Linked DNA regions of Salmo salar: region 2 is linked to region 1. Evidence: chromatin contacts called from public Hi-C data. All regions are on one chromosome and are shown on one strand. The core of a region is the stretch at or near the end of the contact, and the rest is flanking DNA. Distances in the headings are between cores, read along the strand shown. Region 1 holds the start of osgn1 (oxidative stress induced growth inhibitor 1). Region 2 holds the start of mych (myelocytomatosis oncogene homolog).

The links. Hi-C and Micro-C count contacts between places; a contact is called where the count stands out from the background.
Region 2: a contact with region 1 is called in a Hi-C map of gill, with 3 times the contacts expected there. The contact joins the promoter of mych here to the promoter of osgn1 in region 1. A contact is called at or near these places in 3 of 3 Hi-C or Micro-C datasets (blood, gill and muscle).

What each region holds. Positions count from the first base shown.
Region 1 is chrssa12:41,902,180-41,905,776 of Ssal_v3.1, forward strand. osgn1 (oxidative stress induced growth inhibitor 1) reads left to right here and starts at 1,557. Exons shown (of 6, transcript XM_014131667.2): 1 at 1,557-1,858.
Region 2 is chrssa12:42,179,600-42,183,196 of Ssal_v3.1, forward strand. mych (myelocytomatosis oncogene homolog) reads right to left here and starts at 1,651. Exons shown (of 3, transcript NM_001173631.1): 1 at 1,492-1,651.

The sequences.
Region 1 (3,597 bases), core at 307-2,806:
GATTAGTCTCGTTGAGATAAAATATTGTTTTTAAAGAGAGACCTGGTTCAACCAAGAAAGCAGCAGGGGGAACAATGTTTCAGTCATAGACACACCATAAACAGCATTTAAACGTAGACACGCATACATTACAATTACAGAAACAGAAGCGTTTTAGAAACTTGTTGACTATATAAAAGTATTTGGAATGATTATAACAATAAACACTCGCAAACAAAGTGCACAAGACGCACGGCTCATTCGACATTGCAGTTGAGTTTAAAGACAAGTCAACTGACTGATCTATAAATCACCTTGCATCCTAAAAACTACTCAATATTATCTGTAGATCAGTCAGTCACAATTTACCCATGACTCATCCCGGTTTTGATGCTCTCGAACACAGCCATGGGCTCAACTACCTTCAATGGTGAGAGTTGCCGCGTTCACGTGCTAGTCGGAACTAGTAAACTCAAACATTTCCGACATGCTAACTGGTTGTAGTTATACACGTGCCGCTTTCAGCAAGTCGGAAATTTCAGTCTTCTAGTTCTAACTAGAATGTGAACGCGGCAAGTGGTCTCTGCATGTGTGTGAACGCATGCAGGAAGGCATGTGAGTTGCGGGCCCCGAATGGTGGGTAGCAATCACACCGTTCTCCATTTGAGACCATTCCATTTGTCCTTGAGGGAAATCTTAATCCACCCTCGGCACCAGACCATTCAAAACAAACTTGCCCAGTTGCTTGCATGATGTTCAGTGCTATCTGTGATCCTTGGGATGTCCATACCCTAACCCCTAGCATTTAAGATGTAAACTTCAATGGGGTAGGGACGTCCCAAGGATCCCAGATAGCGCGGATTGCATCATTAAGGAGAAAGCCTATAGTCATTTTAAGCGTCATCTCCCGTTGACAATGACGAGAGGGGCAGGTTTAAGTGGCCAGAGTCAGAGTTGTGCAGAAAGTGTTGTATGTTGAGGCAGTGAAAAAAGTAGAGGAGGATGGGTCAAGGGTGAGGGATCCTGAGAGGATCCCAGTGAGTAGTTTTTTTTTTACCAGCACAGAGGGATAGGACAATGAGTGATTTATGTTTGAGTAAGGTTGGCTTCTTAGCCTTCATAGCAATGGTTATCAACTGTACTGCAGAAATGGAATGTAAAATCGCAGAAAATGTGTTGTGGTGGAAGCTGCATAGAAGTATACGAGATTTGAATTCAGAAGAATTACAGGGTGTGTTGAGGGATGGTGTCCCGTCATCCCAGTATGTTGACATAGTGCAGGAGCAGATGGGGTCAAAGTAGTGGAATGGGGGAGTGGGTTTTTAATGAGTATAGGTGGCAGTTGAAGAGAAGTACCTGGGTATACAAGATCTTAATGCAAAAGAGTTAATGGGGTGGTGATTTACATTTTTTATGAAATTGTGATATATAGGTGTAGGGTTAATTGGTGGAATTATTATTATTATTATTATTTAGGAACCGGAATAATTAAGATAATTTAATGTAGGTAGGCCGTGACTGGTCTCACACTTCAGTACAGTAGGTGGCGGTGTATGGACTTTAAAGTTGGATGCGATCCACCAACCCAATTCCAAAGATGAAGAAGAAGGTGACCATGAGTGGCTGGTGAACACAACGCAAATAGGAATTATAAAATTAGTTCATGCTCATCTTCCATCGCGGGTTACCGTAACATTGCAGCATTTTACACATGTCGGTGAAAGAGTCACATAACGAGAATTTGAGGCATATCTTTAGAGATTGCAGTCGGTTGAACCTGCCTGGGGAAGGAATCGAAGGTTTTCAACAAGGGTAGGCGTTTGATAACTCTAGCAGCGTTTAAGGGATATCAGCGGTAGCCTTGTCTTCATAGCTATCGGTAAGTGGAAACATTGTAGTCAATATTTCAATATTTTCGTTCTCCTTATTGGGCCCATTTAGCTTTTCTCCGACGTCTTCTAGGCTGTTCCTGATGTGTCTGTTGGTAAATAGCGAATTTGACGTGGTTTCAATGTGCCGGTTGCCGATGGAAACCGTAGACGGGAACCCAGCATTGAAGTAGAAATCTAAATCATTTAACCAAGGCTATCAGTCTAGACGTTTTGCGTTGGATTCAGGTTGTGTGTGTGTGTGTGTGTGTGTGTGTGTTTAATCTATCGATAATTAGGCTACAGTCCAGTTAGAAGGCTGCGTCGGCTGCAGTCAAATGGTCCACTACGAGACTACAATCGGGCTGTTTGCGGGTACTGTGCACGTCTCGCGTAGCACAACGGAAATTTTTGGCTACAATATAGGACCCATCATTCATTCGAACCTAGCGAGGTAATTTGGTAAGCATTTTCAGCCAGGATGGCGAATATTGACATGTATTCGATTTATGATAACATGGCACATTATTTATAACCATAGCGCATTGAGTCGTTAGCAGTTATATCATAACCTCATGTGGTGTTCTGTCAGGATTACATCATTGGTACAGTGATACAAAGGCCGGGAGATGGCGGGATTGAGTCGTTACATTTTACCGTCCAAAGGGACTCTGTTTATGCAAGGCAAACCCGTTTTTGTGATTTCTGGTATCAAAATAAATGAATCACAGCACGTTTTTGGAGTCATTCAGCAGTTTTTACCCGAATAAGTACAATAGCATTGGGAATGAATATTGGAAGTTTAATTAATCTTAAATTGAAAGGGATGTTATCGGTTCTCCCTGTTGACAAGACATTCATAAAGTTTCTTTCAAAAATGACTTATTAAAGCACCCAAATAATAGCCTGCAGTTGTAACCGATGTGAAATGGCTAGTTAGTTAGCGGTGGTGCGCGCTAATAGCGTTTCAATCAGTGACGTCACTCGCTCTGAGACTTGAAGTAGGGTTTCCCCTTGCGTTGCAAGGGCCGCGGCTTTTGTGGCGTGATGGGTAACGATGCTTCGTGGGGTGTCAGTTGTTGATGTGTGCAAGGGTCCCTGGTTCGAGCCCGGGTTGGGGCGAAGAGAGGGACGGAACCTACACTGTTACAGTTACACACGGCTTTGTTCTGTGTAATTGTGGGCTGTTCTTTGGGTGCTGAAATCAGTAGTTTTTGATAAAAATGAAGTTGTGTTGTCAGAGCTCCAGTCTGCCCACACTAACGTTATAGTTGAGTTTAATTAGCGAATTGATAAATAGCCCAATGTAAAAACACAGTTTTAAAGTGTCCAAATCAATAACCAATATGCAGAAACAGTTCATGATATTAAAAACATAAACCAAAAATGTACTATCTACACATACATGTGCAACAATAGTAGTCATATTACTATTTTTTTTTAAATTAACAACTTATAAACAGCACACGCCCCCAAAAATAATTTGTCAAGTGGCAATAAATCATTCATCATTTGGGAGGGGGGTGGTATGCACTGTTTAAACTAACACTATTCATGGAAACATAGAATAACCTATACATAGTTGGTTAGATGAGAATGGCCAATGTTGATTTCGGGATGCTGCTATCACGGGGAAAGAGGAATAATTCACTTTCTGTTAACTTCAGCGATTCACGACCCGCCATAGGATATCAACAGTCACAACGGTTGGCTGCTATTTAAGTGATAGTTTGACTTTCAAATCCGTGTA
Region 2 (3,597 bases), core at 401-2,900, 280 kb after region 1:
AGATAAAATGTGTTAAAAAGAACAGTAGAATGCAGTTCAGAATGCACCACCGCAAAAAGGGCAAAATACTATGCAAGTGTGGTGAGAGTTCTCAAACTTTTTAGTGATGCTCTTAGTACTCCATCTGCAAGCACAACGTTTTATTCATGTTTACATCCTTGCCCGCCCCAATGAGGGTGGTCATCAACCAGATGTTATCCCCATGACATAATTTAAACAGCTGGGGAGCTCAGTCTCCAAATTAACATTTTCCTCAAGGAAAGTTCAACATCTCTCCCATTCAGATTCACATTTTCTGGTTGTGCTAGTCGTATGTACGGGATATACACGTCAAACGAAATGCTACTTTTCGTTTCTTTCTCGACAATTCAACAATAAAAAATGATTAAAGATATGAATATGAACAAATTAAATGGCTCAGCAGAATAAAATTAACATTTTATTATAAGTAGGCTGGCTATAATACAGGAATGCACAATTTGTTGGGAAAGGGGGATTGGGGGACAAATGTTTAAATTGGGTAGTATTTAACAATAACATTTCAGAAATATCACAGGTACATGTATATCAATCAACTACAATGCATCTACCACAGTTAGCTTAATAGCTGACGTTTAGTCGAACATTTAAACACCGGAGATTGGTGCTGAAAAACTACGGCGAACCAGCACGCCCACACTTGTCGCCGCTGAACTCAATCGTAAAGCGTGGCTAAAATACCAGTAGACGTTTTAAAGGGCTAAAGTGGTGCAGTTACTATAAACAAGCAGTAGGCTAGCAGAACAGAGAATAACTATGGCAAAACTAGGCTAACGTTACATATGGGCGTTCAACCTGGACATTTCATTTGATTAGTTAAGCTGGGGTGGGTATAATTTGTGGAACGTTCCAACAGAATATGTTCCAAAAACGTCGTAAAGTACAAGGTTGCTAAGAAACAACGCATACAAAGTAGCATGATCAATTCACCTAGCTAACTAGCCGCCGAATAGGAATCAACTCACCACGTAGTTTATTCTTAATGTTTGTCCATAGGCTACCAGAGTGAAGACAGACATTTTTCGTAATAAACGTGATGAATGACAAACTTAATGAAATAGCCCACTCCCTAACTTTGTATGCGTTGTTGGCAACCTTGTTATTTACGAAGTTTCTGGAACAGATTTCTGTTGGAATGTTCCACAAATTATACCCACCCGTTAATCTGAATTTACAAAAAAAATACAAACTAGCCTAGCATGCATCGACAGTTGCACATTAAAAATGTTTGCCAAAATAAAGAATTGAAGCTAAAAATCACTCATGCATAATAAATGACCCTTTCGTGCATTCTGTAATCTATTTTGAAATAGAAGTGTTTTAAACGTCTGATAGCGAGCTAGTTAGACAAACTACGAAAGAAACCCACCTAAATTACCGGCATGTGGGAAAAAACACGTGAAAAAAAACCCATGTGAAATAAACTCTGACCCTGTAAATATAAACTCTTACCTTTATTCTTTCAGGGGGTGAGAAAAGGAAGAAGACGCCTTTTTTCGTGAGTTGTTAAATTCCAACGAAATTTAAACAGAGATAAACTAATGTAATTATTCTGCTGTATCTGAAAGTACTGAAGGTCCACTGCGTTTTAATCTAGCTACCATACCTCACGCACTATACCAGATCGATCTGTGGGTGGGTGTGGCGGCGAGACAGATTTCACTATATACTACCACAGCACAGCAGTATCCTTCCACAGCCCAAAATCGCGCCAAAACGTAACAATCAATATGGGACATTAGATTTTAAATATTCTACTGCCTTTATAATGTTCATTTGGTATAAATACGTATGCATCTGCTCGGAAAATACGGGGACAAAACACACACCGCAGAACGTGTTTAAGGAAAGGTCTATACCGTCTGGAGACGCGGATGGATCTACTCTCCATGCGCATTATGGAATTCCAAGAAAATGGAGGCGGGCTGGGTACAAATTTACACGTGTGTTCTCACAAATGCCGGGTGTCTCGTCTGGTTCTTAGCACCAGCAATAATGATATTAATAATAAGGCATCTTCCGTTTTATGATATGGGAATGAGTTTATGGCTACGTTGGACATTTCAAAGCAATTCACCAGCCAGTCCTGGAACGCACCATAGATTATTTGCACGCATTTACGCCTAACAAAACGAAACGCCCAAACTATAATGCCGAATCTATTAATTCAAATACTAAATAATAGTACGGTTTAACCTTGCGAAAATGGAAGTAGAGGGTACCCTACAATAGTATTCACATTAGTTACATAAGGAAGAGCAAAACTCGGTGGGGAATCACAGATTAGATGATTCATTACATTGACCAGATACTGTAGTATCGCCTGAACAATGTAAAGAAACGTCTTCAAAGATGGAAGGCAGTCGGGAGAAGAAAAGATCAGGTGGGACGGTTCTAGCCAATAAGAGGGCAGATACGCGTGGACAAGGGTTTCCACTAATTACCACAGCCACAAAGTAAAGATAATGCTAAATTGGGGGAAAAAATCATGAAAACCCAAATTTGCTTTTTGCTTCTACTTCAAGGTTAGGGTTAGGCATAGGGTTAGCAGTGTGGTTACGGTTAGATTTAAAATCACATTTTAAGAAGATACATTGTAGATATAAACTGGGTTTATGACTTTGTGGCTGTGGTAACTAGTGAAGACCAAGCACAACTCCTATCTATATAAAGTGTTTTTTCCTTAAAGTTGCCAGGATGTCACGTCTCCTACTTATATCAGTACACTCGTAACAACCTAATCATTATGAAACTTCAGTTCGATCAAATGAGCCACACGTAGCAAATAAACCATTACATGTTTTTTTTCTTCTCCAAATTCAACTCTCTCATTGACCTCCATACAAAAACTCGCTCGGTGAGCGGAAAAGAAAGCCCCCTGCTGGAGAAGACAGATTTTTGGGCCCAGTTACTTCTCTTGCTTCACCATTTACTCTCTGGGGAATGCACTGCGTACTAGAACAAGGAGTATGTGCAGCCGGAGTTGCATCTGATACAATTAGTCCAGACTACAAAGTGGATTTTTGCAATACAAATCTACCCTAATTTTTAAAAAACAAAATAAAATAATGTATTCATTTCTGAAAAACTATAGGAATTATGTCAGTGAGCCACTTTCATACATCTTCATTGACATTCAGTCATGTGTAATCAGTGTGCCAATCAGTAGGCTACCTCAAATAACATGAACAATATTGTCTATATGAGCTAAGATCAGTCTTTGTTAGGAGGACTGACTGGCTGCTGGCTCTTGCTCAACCAGGCTAATATGGGTGAACTGAAAGAGTGGGTTAATGTGCCACCTAGAAGTTTCTGTCAGATTGGCCCACGACGAGATGGCCCACGACGAGAGTAGCCTGTAGAAGAAACTGAATGAACTCTGCTGTCAGACTGGCCCACTGAACCAGTGTAGCCTGTAATAGAAACTGAATTAACTCTGCTCACGCCTCGGCTCGTATAATTTAAGCGCCATAGAACTGCTGCTTTCTCCATGGCTACCTACAAACCATCTCCATGCATGGGCTTATTTCATATTTCAATTACATAAAACATGTTTTT